Regions from separate parts of the Ovis aries genome. Here region 2 is linked to region 1. The links are chromatin contacts, called in public Hi-C maps. All regions are on one chromosome and are shown on one strand. Each heading gives the region's core, a stretch centred on a gene start, on an enhancer-like site or on the middle of the called end of the contact. The rest is flanking DNA. Distances are from core to core; before and after follow the strand shown. Region 1 holds the start of RPRD1A (regulation of nuclear pre-mRNA domain containing 1A). Region 2 has its middle 180 kb from the start of C23H18orf21.

Region 1 (5,006 bases), core at 1,153-3,652:
CAAGTTTTTGAGCCAAAATAAAATGATTGTTATTGTTTGAAAAGTCACTCTTTGGGGACGGTTTAATATGTTTCACGAGACAACTGGAACAATGAATTGATAATGGCTTGTGTCCCTCTAATTGAGAGACTTGAACCCAGGGATCAATACCTTGGAATTTTACTGTCGTGTAACTTGATACCAGCACTTGCTTAGGTCCTTCTTATTGAAATTTTCTCTGATCGTCTTCATAACCTAAAAGCTCCTGGTCTAAAAGTATATAGAAGCTGGCTAGGTGACTGGTGAAGACAGTAGCCATGCATACCTTTTGGTGATAAGATTGAACAGCTTTCCCTCATTTATTATATTTAGTACTATTATCAGAATAGAGGGGAGTAATATATTGTATAAAGGATTAATTTATGATAACCTGAGAGCACTGAAAAAATCTCTCTACTCTTTCAGTTCATAAAATGTATTAGACATATTACCATTTGACAAGAACATTCAAATCTGGAAACTTGTAAGTGAAATCTTTTGTACCCTGTTACTGTATGTCTTTGTATACGAACATCAGTATGCTTCTTTTAACTGGAGAAATACACCATTGAACATAAGTTTATTAATGATTTACATATACAGAGCACAAGGAATTATAGCTATCATCTTCTAATAACTTAAAATAGAGTATAATCTACAAAAATGCTGAGTCACTATTTGTACACCTGAAGCTAATATAATATTGTAAATCAACTACACTTCAATTAAAAATAAAAAATTCTTAAGTAAAAAAAAAAAACTTACACAAAATTTAACTTAAAACTGAACTTTTTTTAGCTTGTAAATTTTCTTTTATCCTAAGTTTGGCAAACATAAGAGCCCTCATAACCGTTTGGGTCCATTACAATGTGGAGAATGTGAAATAAATGTAGTCATTGCTATTAGGTTTCTTTTTTTTTTTTACTGAAATAAAATGCACATAACATAAAATTAACCATTTGAAAACATACATTAATCGCATTTAGTACATCTTTGGGCTTCCATGGTGGCTCAGACAGTAAAGAATCAGCCTTCAATGCAAGAGACCTGGGTTTGATCCCTGGGTCGAGAAGATCCCTTGGAGGGGAATGGCTATTAACTCCAGTATTCTTGCCTGCAGAATTCCATGGACAGAGAAGACTGGCAGGCTAAGTCCATGAGGTGGCAAAGAACTGGACACGACTGAGTGACTAACACACATCTACAATGTTTTGCAGCCCCTGCTTCAAATAAATAGGTCTATTTGATGCCTACTTGGTGGAAAGTTCTTAAGCAGTGCGTCTCAAAACATGGCTTAGGCATTCCTGTGGTTTCTTATGTACCTTTTTTTTTGCATTCATATTTAGAATATGATAGTATCTCCTCTTCTGTTTCTTTTGTGATGTATCATAATTCAGACAAATGCTATGTCAAAATGTGCTGAATTATGAGAATTCTGAAATTAGTTTTAAATTCTGTAATACATGAATATGTTCTTGTGAAAGATGAAAAAATTCAGAGCTTAAGGGGCGCCAATTCTTATCCTGTCTTTACACCACTATTAATGCAATGTGTATTTTTCTAGACCTTTTTGCCATGCCTTTATATACTTATGAATTCTTATAAAATATACATTTTTATAAAAGAAACATTATTCTGTATCTTTTTTTTGCAACTTAAAAAAAACACAACCCACCACTGGATTTATAAATCTTTTAAACTACTGCATGTATTCTGTAATATGAACTATCACAAATAATTTAGCCATTTACTTAAAGTCCCAACCCCTCTCTGTTATGCAGCTGGACCACACAACGCCTGGTGTTCAAGGGATTTTTAATTACCCCTTTGGAGACATAGTTTCCCCCAGAAGAAAGGTTCTAGGCCTGGCAAACGTGCTAGTGTTTTCCTAGCATTGTTAGCAGTTAGGGAAATCGCAGGGTCACAAGAAAGGTGTATAATAAAATGGACTATATCACGCCATATTATCTTCCAAAGTGGCTGTACTAAATTTAAATACCTATGTAGATTTTAACTACCGCTTGGGAAACAGACCTTCTCCTAGGAGCTTGGCCAACCCCGCCCCGCCTCCCGCCCAGACCCGCCCCGCCTCCCGCCCAGGCCCGCCCCGCCTCCCGCCCAGGCCCGCCCCGCCTCCCGCCCAGGCCCGCCCCGCCTCCCGCCCAGGCCCGCCCCGCCTCCCGCCCAGGCCCGCCCCGCCTCCCGCCCAGGCCCGCCCCGCCTCCCGCCCAGACCCGCCCCGCCTCTTCAGCACTAGCCTCGGTCCCGCCTCTTCAGCACTAGCCTCGGTCCCGCCTCTTCCGCTAGGAGTTCCCGCCTCTCGGCCGCGCCTGGTCGGGGGGCGGGGCATCGGCCAGCCGTGACGTCACTGCCGGCTGGACGCCATCTTGCTGGTTTGCGGCCGGTGTTGGATGTGGCGGCAGTGGTGGTGAGGGCGTGGGGAAGGGTGGGGTGAGGGGGCGAGGCCGCGGCGGGGGCGGCGAAAGTCTCCTCCGCTCAGCCCCACCGCGTGGGACGGCGCAAACGCGGTGCCGGAGGGATGTCCGCTTTCTCCGAGGCGGCGCTGGAGAAGAAGCTGTCGGAGTTGAGCAACTCGCAGCAGAGCGTGCAGACCTTGTCCCTGTGGCTCATCCACCATCGCAAGCACTCGCGACCCATCGTCACCGTGTGGGAGCGGGAGCTGCGGAAAGGTGAGTCGGCCGCTCCTCGCCCCCCGGCCTTTTCCCTGGCGCCTCCGGGACCCCCCTCCCCGCGCTCCTTGGGATCCCCACTCCCCCAGCGACCCCAGCCCCCGGGTGCCCTGCACCGCCCCTACCCGGCGCCCCGGGCTCCCTGGCGTCGGTGGGCTGCCGGCGAGGAGGAGCGGCGTGCACCGCGCTTCCTGCGAAGCGATGTTTAGTAGGTGTTGTTGGATAAGATATAAAGGATTAGTGCTATGTTTAACGTGGAAACAGTAGCCAGGGGCTCAGGACTCCACTACTAATTACACTCAGAAATTTAGCAGTCAGGTTTTTTTTTTTTTTCATTGTGTACAGTCTAATGGAGGATAGGGGGAAGGGCAAAATTGGGAAGTATGGAAAGTAAAAGATTGTTATGGGGTTGGGAGATGATTTTATTTCTATAACACAAAACTATCTTGTAAAATCAAGACAGGAATCAGTTTTTAGACTGGGGGAGTCTAAAATAAGATGCATGATGTAATGGAAAGAATCCTGAATTTGTGGATTTTAGAGGACTGTAGATTCTAGGAGGACCTGGATTAGGGAGATTTCTTAATTTCTGGATTGCACGTGGCTCACCTGAAAATGTATTAGTTAAGTGATCTAAGGTACTTTCTTGGTCTATTATTACACGTCTTTAGGGTAGTGTCTTTATTTTACAAAGCATTCGATAGTGCTTCTGTAAGTGAAGTTAACTTTTTTCCAGCTGAAATCTGCTGTCACTAAAATATCTAGAAGAATCATTTCATTACTGCAGAGCAAATTTTTCCAGGAGAACCGACTGTATGATGGTGCGACTGAAAATTAAAATATTTGATCTGCTTAGTCTGGATTTATACCTTAATTTATTGGATAAAGAGAGTAGACTCTTTAATTATTGTTTCAGGCATCCGGATGTACCTGATATTATGAATTAAGCATTTTAGCTAACAGTTATTAATCAAATAAATGCTTGTGTACTGATCCATACGAAAGCCATATGTTGTATTAATACCCTATCCAAATTATTTATATAGAAAGGAGACAAGCTGTGATTTTCTTGTGTATTTGCTTGTTGTTAATTACTTAGAAAAAACTGATGTAGAGTCCTGTTTTTCACTTCATATGTTAAGTGTGTGTTTATTGGCCCTCATGGAGAAATTCACTTGTGAGTGGCCAAAAAGGTTTGAGAAACACAGACATAAATGTCTGGAAAATAGCTATGAACTTTGAGAAGGCAGGAATTATCTTTGCTTATCTACCTTATTAGATATGAAAATCAGCAACAGTTTTATATTGTTTATGTTGGAGGGGAGGGAGAAAGAGCAAAAGGATTGTTACCCAGACTATTCTTAAGAACTACCACAGATCAGTAGAAAAGTGGCCATTACTGTTAAAGGCATTTCACATAAGCAGAATCGTGAAAGACCAGTAAACGATACTCATCTTACTAATCAAGAAGACATAAATCAATGAAGTACTGCATTAGACCGTTTGGTTTGCAAAGTTTAAAAGTATGACAGAGAATTCCCTGATGATCCAGTGGTTAGGCCCCAAAGCTTTCACTGCGGGAAGTGGGGAGAGTACTGAGTTTGATCCCTAGTCAGGGAACTTAAGATCCTGCAAACGGAGGGAGAATGGCCCTGCAAAATGTATGACAGTGCCAAGGATTGGTGAGGAGGACAGGAAACAAGAACTCTCTTATACTGCTGCTAGTTGTGAAAAAGGAGATGAACTTAGTAACCTCTAATGAAGTTGAAGGCATATGTCCTTTGACCTACTAGTTCTATGACTATATCCTGGAAACTCAAGAAATTATTGTAGCCTGTTAATAAAAATAGATAAACAGTGTAGACATCTCATTAGAGTATGGACAACTGTGTTTTTACATTCATACAATATTAATATAATACAGTTTTCATGAATTAACTAGATCTACATGAAACAACATGACTGAATTAAAAAACAACAAACAAGGAAAATGTTGAGCTAAGAAAGCAAGGTGCAGACCATTATGCCATGTAGTGAAAGTCTGAAAACATGCTTGACCCCATAGGCCAAGATAGTGGGAGAGAGGAAATGAAAACAGATCTGTGTAGCACATAGTACATATATTTGAAACATGTATTGAAAATGATAAGATTCTCTGTTAGCTGAGTTTGGGAATGTTTTCATAGGTTTAAATATTCCATAAATAGAAAAAATTAAAGGCATGTAAATAGATGCTTTAGGGGAGAGAAGTGTTGGGTGTTGATGGTGAAGATAGAAATGATGGTAATTGTGGAGGTG
Region 2 (5,006 bases), core at 1,406-3,905, 270 kb after region 1:
CCACCTCCCCTCATTTTTTTTTTATAGGCGAAGCTTAGATGGTTACTTTAAGATATTTCTTATTTTGTAATATAAGCATTTCAGGCAATAAATCCCCCTCCCACTTTAGCTACATCCCACAAATTTTGATGTGTTATATATTAATTTCCTTTCATTTTAATGTATTTTCAATTTTTCAATTTTCTATTTTAATTTATTTACATTCCAATTAAAGTATTTTCAATTTAATTTCCTTTGAGATTTCTTTTTTATGTGTGTTGTTTCTTTGGCAGCGTTTGGAAAATTTTTAGTTATCTCTCTGTTACTGATTCCTAATTTAATTTCATTATAGTCAGAAAGCGTAGTTTGTATGATTTCAATCCTTTTAAATTTGTGAAGGTTTGATCTGTGACTCACGATACAGTCTGTCTTGGTAAATGCTCCGTGTGTGCTTGAAAAGACTGGCATGTTCTATCGATAGCAATTAACTCCAGTTAGCTGATGGTTTGTTCAGTTCTATCCTTGCTAATTCTCTGTTTATGTAACGTGTTACATACAGAAGAGAGCTTCTCTGTGTAACACAAACAAAAGTAGCCAGATAATTCTTGCCTGGAGAATCCTGTGGACAGAGGAGCCCCGTGGAGCCCTACAGTCCATGGGGTCACAAAGAGACAGGACTGAACAGCTAACGCTTTCACTTTTTTCAGAGAAGAGTGCTGCAGCTTCTAAATTTCATTGTAGATATGTCTACCACTCATTGGAAAAGACTCTGATGCTGGGAGGGATTGGGGGCAGGAGGAGAAGGGGACGACCGAGGAAGAGATGGCTGGATGGCATCACCGACTCAGTGGACATGAGTTTGGTAAATTCCAGGAGTTGGTGATGGACAGGGAGTGCTGGCGTGCTGCGATTCATGGGGTCGCAAAGAGTCGGACACGACTTAGCGACTGGACTGAACTGAGCCACCACTTTCTTGCTCTGACAGTTTTTGCTTCTTATATTTTGAAGCTCTACTCTCAGGTGTTTATACATTTAGAAGTGTTTTCCCTTCTTGGTGGATTGATTCTTCTAACAATGTGTAATGTCTCTCTTTAAATCTGCTAATTTCTTTGCTCTGAAGTTTACTTTGATATTACTATAGCTACCCTTCTTTGATTCGTTGGGGTTTCCAAGGTTTTGTGGTTTTTTTTTTTTTCATACTTTCTCTTTTTAACCTACCTATATTATAATAGGGGCTTGCCAGGTGGCGCTGGAGGTTAAGAATCCACCTGCCAGTGCAGGAGATGCAAGAGACATGGGTTTGATCCCTAGGTCGGAAAGATCCCCCGGAGTAGGAAATGGCACTCCACTTCAGTATTCTTGCCTGGAAAATGTGGTGGGCAGAGGAGCCTGGCAGACTACAGTCCATGGGGCCACAGAGTCGGACACGACTGAGCTCACATGTGAAGAGAGTTTCTTGCAGATAGCAGGTACTTGGGTCATTTTTAAAAAAAATCCATTCTGCCAAACTGTTTCTTGAATTGGTGTGTTTACCGTATTTACACTTAACATAATTATTAACATGCATAGATCCAGACCTCCCCTTTTCGTTTCCCATTTGTGCCCTCTGTTTTTCATTCTTGTGTTTCCCCTGCCTACCTTTGTTTAGGATACTTACACTTTTTTTGGCTGTGTGGGTGGCATGTGGGAGGATCTTAGTTCCTGAACCAGGGGGCCAACCCCTGCCCCTTGCAATAGAAGCAGAGTCTTAACCACTGAACTACTAGAGAATTCCCTTAAAATATTTTTAGTATCCCATTTTAAGTTATCCAGTATATTTTTGACATTACCTCTTCACATAATTTCTTCAGTGTTGCGAGAGACAATTTTCTTTGAGCACCTTGCTCTCCTACATCTTTTACTGTGCATGCAAAGAATGTGAAGCCCTGACCCCTGTTTTGCCTGGGCCATTTGGTGTCACGGGGTTGGGCACAAAGGACGGAGGATGCTGATGGGAAGGTGGTGGCCTGCACAGAGGAAGAAAGAAACCCTTGGGCCCACGCACCAGGCACCAGACCCTGGGAGCAGTAAGTGGCAAGCTCAGGTGGAGACCCTGGAGGAGGGGAGACAGGAAACTGGCCCTGTTTCTTTCCTGCTGCTCCCACCGTCCGCCGGTGGGAAGGGCTAGCTCCACGGCCCTGTTTGTTCCCTGATAACCCAGCCAGGGGAAAACGTGGCGTCCTGGTGTAAGGGACTCTCATCACTGTAATCCCTGCCTCCTGTGCAGGTGAGACTCCTGGGTCCATGTTCTCCTGGATTAAAAAGGCTCCGAAACTCAAAGGACAGGGTTCTGGCAAAGTTTGCAGAAGGGCATGAAACCTTCAGTGGCCTTGTGGGCGAGGTCCTATGGGCCATTCACCGTCCTGTGGTTGTGACTTCTGCCACGGAACGGAGGGGCAGAACCGAGGTGTTTAGTGCCTTCCCACTGGGTGAGTGACGGAGGGGATTCTCCTGCCCGGGGTCCCCGCGGGTACAGAAGTGCTAGAGCAACATCCAGGCCACATCCTCCCCTCCCTAAACCACCCCTGGTGCTCCAGCAGAAACAAAACGGAATTCCAGCTAGTGGAGAACAGTTTCAACGGTTTAATGGCTGCCACGCTACGCAGAGGCATTGCCTAGTATAACAGTGCCACCTGCTGGACAAGCTACCTACTACACTTTTTGTTTTTGGATTTGAGGGCCGTTATTGTGAACAGCGGCGCTCAGTTGTGCCTGACTCTTCATGTCTCTTTGTGACCCCCATGGACTGTAGCCCTACAAGCTAGGCTTCAACTGTATGTGAATTGAGAACTTTCAGATGTACAAACTGGGCTTAGAAAAGGGAAAGGTAACAGAGATTAAATTACCAACATCCGCTGGATCATCGAAAAAGCAAGAGAGTTCCAGAAAAACATCTACTTCTGCTTCATTGATTATGCTAAAGCCTTTGACTGTGTGGATCACAACGAACTGTGGAAAATTCTTCAAGAGATGGGAATACCAGACCATCTGACCTGCCTCCTGAGAAATCTGTATGTAAGTCAAGAAGAAACAATTAAAACTGGACATGGGACAAGGGACTGGTTCCAAATTGGGAAAACAGTACGTCAAGGTCGTATATTGTCACCCTGCTTATGTAACTTATATGCAGAGTACATCATGCAAAATGCCAGGCTGGATGAAGCACAAGCTGGAATCAGGATTGCTGGAGAAATGTCAACAACCTCAGATATGCATATGATACCACCCTAACAACAGAAAGTGAAGAGGAACTAAAGAGCCTCTTGATGAGGGTGAAAGAGGAGAGTGAAAAAGCTGGCTTAAAACTCAACATTCAAAAAACTAAGCTCATGGCATCCGGTCCCATCACTTTATGGCAAATAGATGGGGAAAAAGTAGAAACAGTGGCAGATTTTATTTTCTTGGGATTCACAGTTACTGCTGATGGTGACTGCAGCCATGAAATCAAAAGATGCTTGCTCCTTTGAACAAAAACTATGACAAACCTAAATGGCATATTAAAAAGCACAGACATTACTTTGCCAACAAAGTCCATGTAGTCAAAACTATGGTTTTTCCAGTAGTCATGTATGAATGTGAGAGTTGGACAATAAAGAAGGCTAACCCTGCTTATTTAACTTCTATGCAGAGTACATCATGAGAAACGCTGGGCTGGAAGAAGCACAAGCTGGAATCAAGATTGTTGGGAGAAATATCAATAACCTCAGATATGCAGATGACACCACCCTCATGGCAGAAAGTGAAGAGGAACTAAAAAGCCTCTTGATGAAAGTGAAAGAGGAGAGTGAAAAAGTTGGCTTAAAGCTCAACAGTCAGAAAACGAAGATCGTGGCATCTGGTCCCATCACTTCATGGGAAATAGATGGGAAACAGTGGAAACAGTGTCAGACTTTATTTTTTTTTTGGCTCCAAAATCACTGCAGATGGTGATTGCAGCCATGAAATTAAAAGACACTTACTTCTTGGAAGGAAAGTTATGATCAACATAGATAGCATATTGAAAAGCAGAGACATTACTTTGCCAACAAAGGTCTGTGTAGTCAAGGCTATGGTTTTTCCAGTGGTCATGTATGGATGTGAGAGTTGGACTGTGAAGAAAGCTGAGCACCGAAGAATGATGCTTTTGAACTGTGGTGTTGAAGAAGACTCTTGAGAGTCCCTTGGACTGCAAGGAGATCCAACCAGTCCATTCTAAAGGAGATCAGCCCTGGGTGTTCTTTGTAAGGAATGATGCTAAAGCTGAAACTCCGATACTTTGGCCACCTCATGCAAAGAGTTAACTCATTGGAAAAGACTCTGATGCTGGCAGGCATTGGGGGCAGGAGGAAAAGGGGATGACAGAGGATGAGATGGCTGGATGGCATCACTGACTTGATGGACGCGAGTCTGAGTGAACTCTGGGAGTTGGTGATGGACAGGGAGGCCTGGCATGCTGCTATTCATGGGGTCGCAAAGAGTCGGACATGACTGAGCGACTGAACTGAACTGAACTGAACTGAGTGCCAAAGAATTGATGCTTTTGAACTGTGGTGTTGGAGAAGACTCTTGAGAGTCCCTTGGACTGCAAGATCAACCCCGAATATTCATTGAAAGGACTGATGCTGAAATTGAAGCTCCAATATTTTGGCCACCTGATGGGAAGAGCTGACTCACTAGAAAAGAACCTGATACTGGGAAAGAAAGATTTGGGCAGGAGGAGAAGGGGGAAGGAGAGGATAAGATGATTGGATGGCATCACTGACTCAATGGACATGAGTTTGAGCAAACTCTGGGAGACAGTGAAGGACAGGGAAGCCTGGTATGCAGCAGTCCGTGGGGTCACAAAGAGTCAGATATGACTTAGTGACTGAATAAAAAGGACTGTAACCTGCTAGGCTCTTCTGCCCATGAATCTCCAGGTGAGGATACTGGAGTAGGTTGCCATTTCCTCCTCCAGGGGATCTTCCCAACCCAGGGATTGAACCTGCTTCTCCCACATTGTTAGGCAG

The links. Hi-C and Micro-C count contacts between places; a contact is called where the count stands out from the background.
Region 2: a Hi-C map of hypothalamus shows a contact between it and region 1, with 6 times the contacts expected there. The contact joins the enhancer-like site here to the promoter of RPRD1A in region 1. A contact is called at or near these places in 6 of 16 Hi-C or Micro-C datasets (hypothalamus, liver, muscle and 3 more).

The regions. Positions count from the first base shown.
Region 1 is chr23:21,416,406-21,421,411 of ARS-UI_Ramb_v3.0, forward strand. RPRD1A (regulation of nuclear pre-mRNA domain containing 1A) reads left to right here and starts at 2,403. Exons shown (of 7, transcript XM_004020428.6): 1 at 2,403-2,708. The coding sequence starts at 2,558.
Region 2 is chr23:21,683,441-21,688,446 of ARS-UI_Ramb_v3.0, forward strand. No RefSeq gene overlaps it. Among named protein-coding and RNA genes, the nearest start is that of C23H18orf21, 180 kb to the left of the region's middle. Within about 2 kb of position 2,656, at least 11 of the 54 cell types and tissues checked have an H3K27ac peak or open chromatin away from gene starts, as enhancers often do. A contact at or near this core is called in hypothalamus and liver, where this site is marked.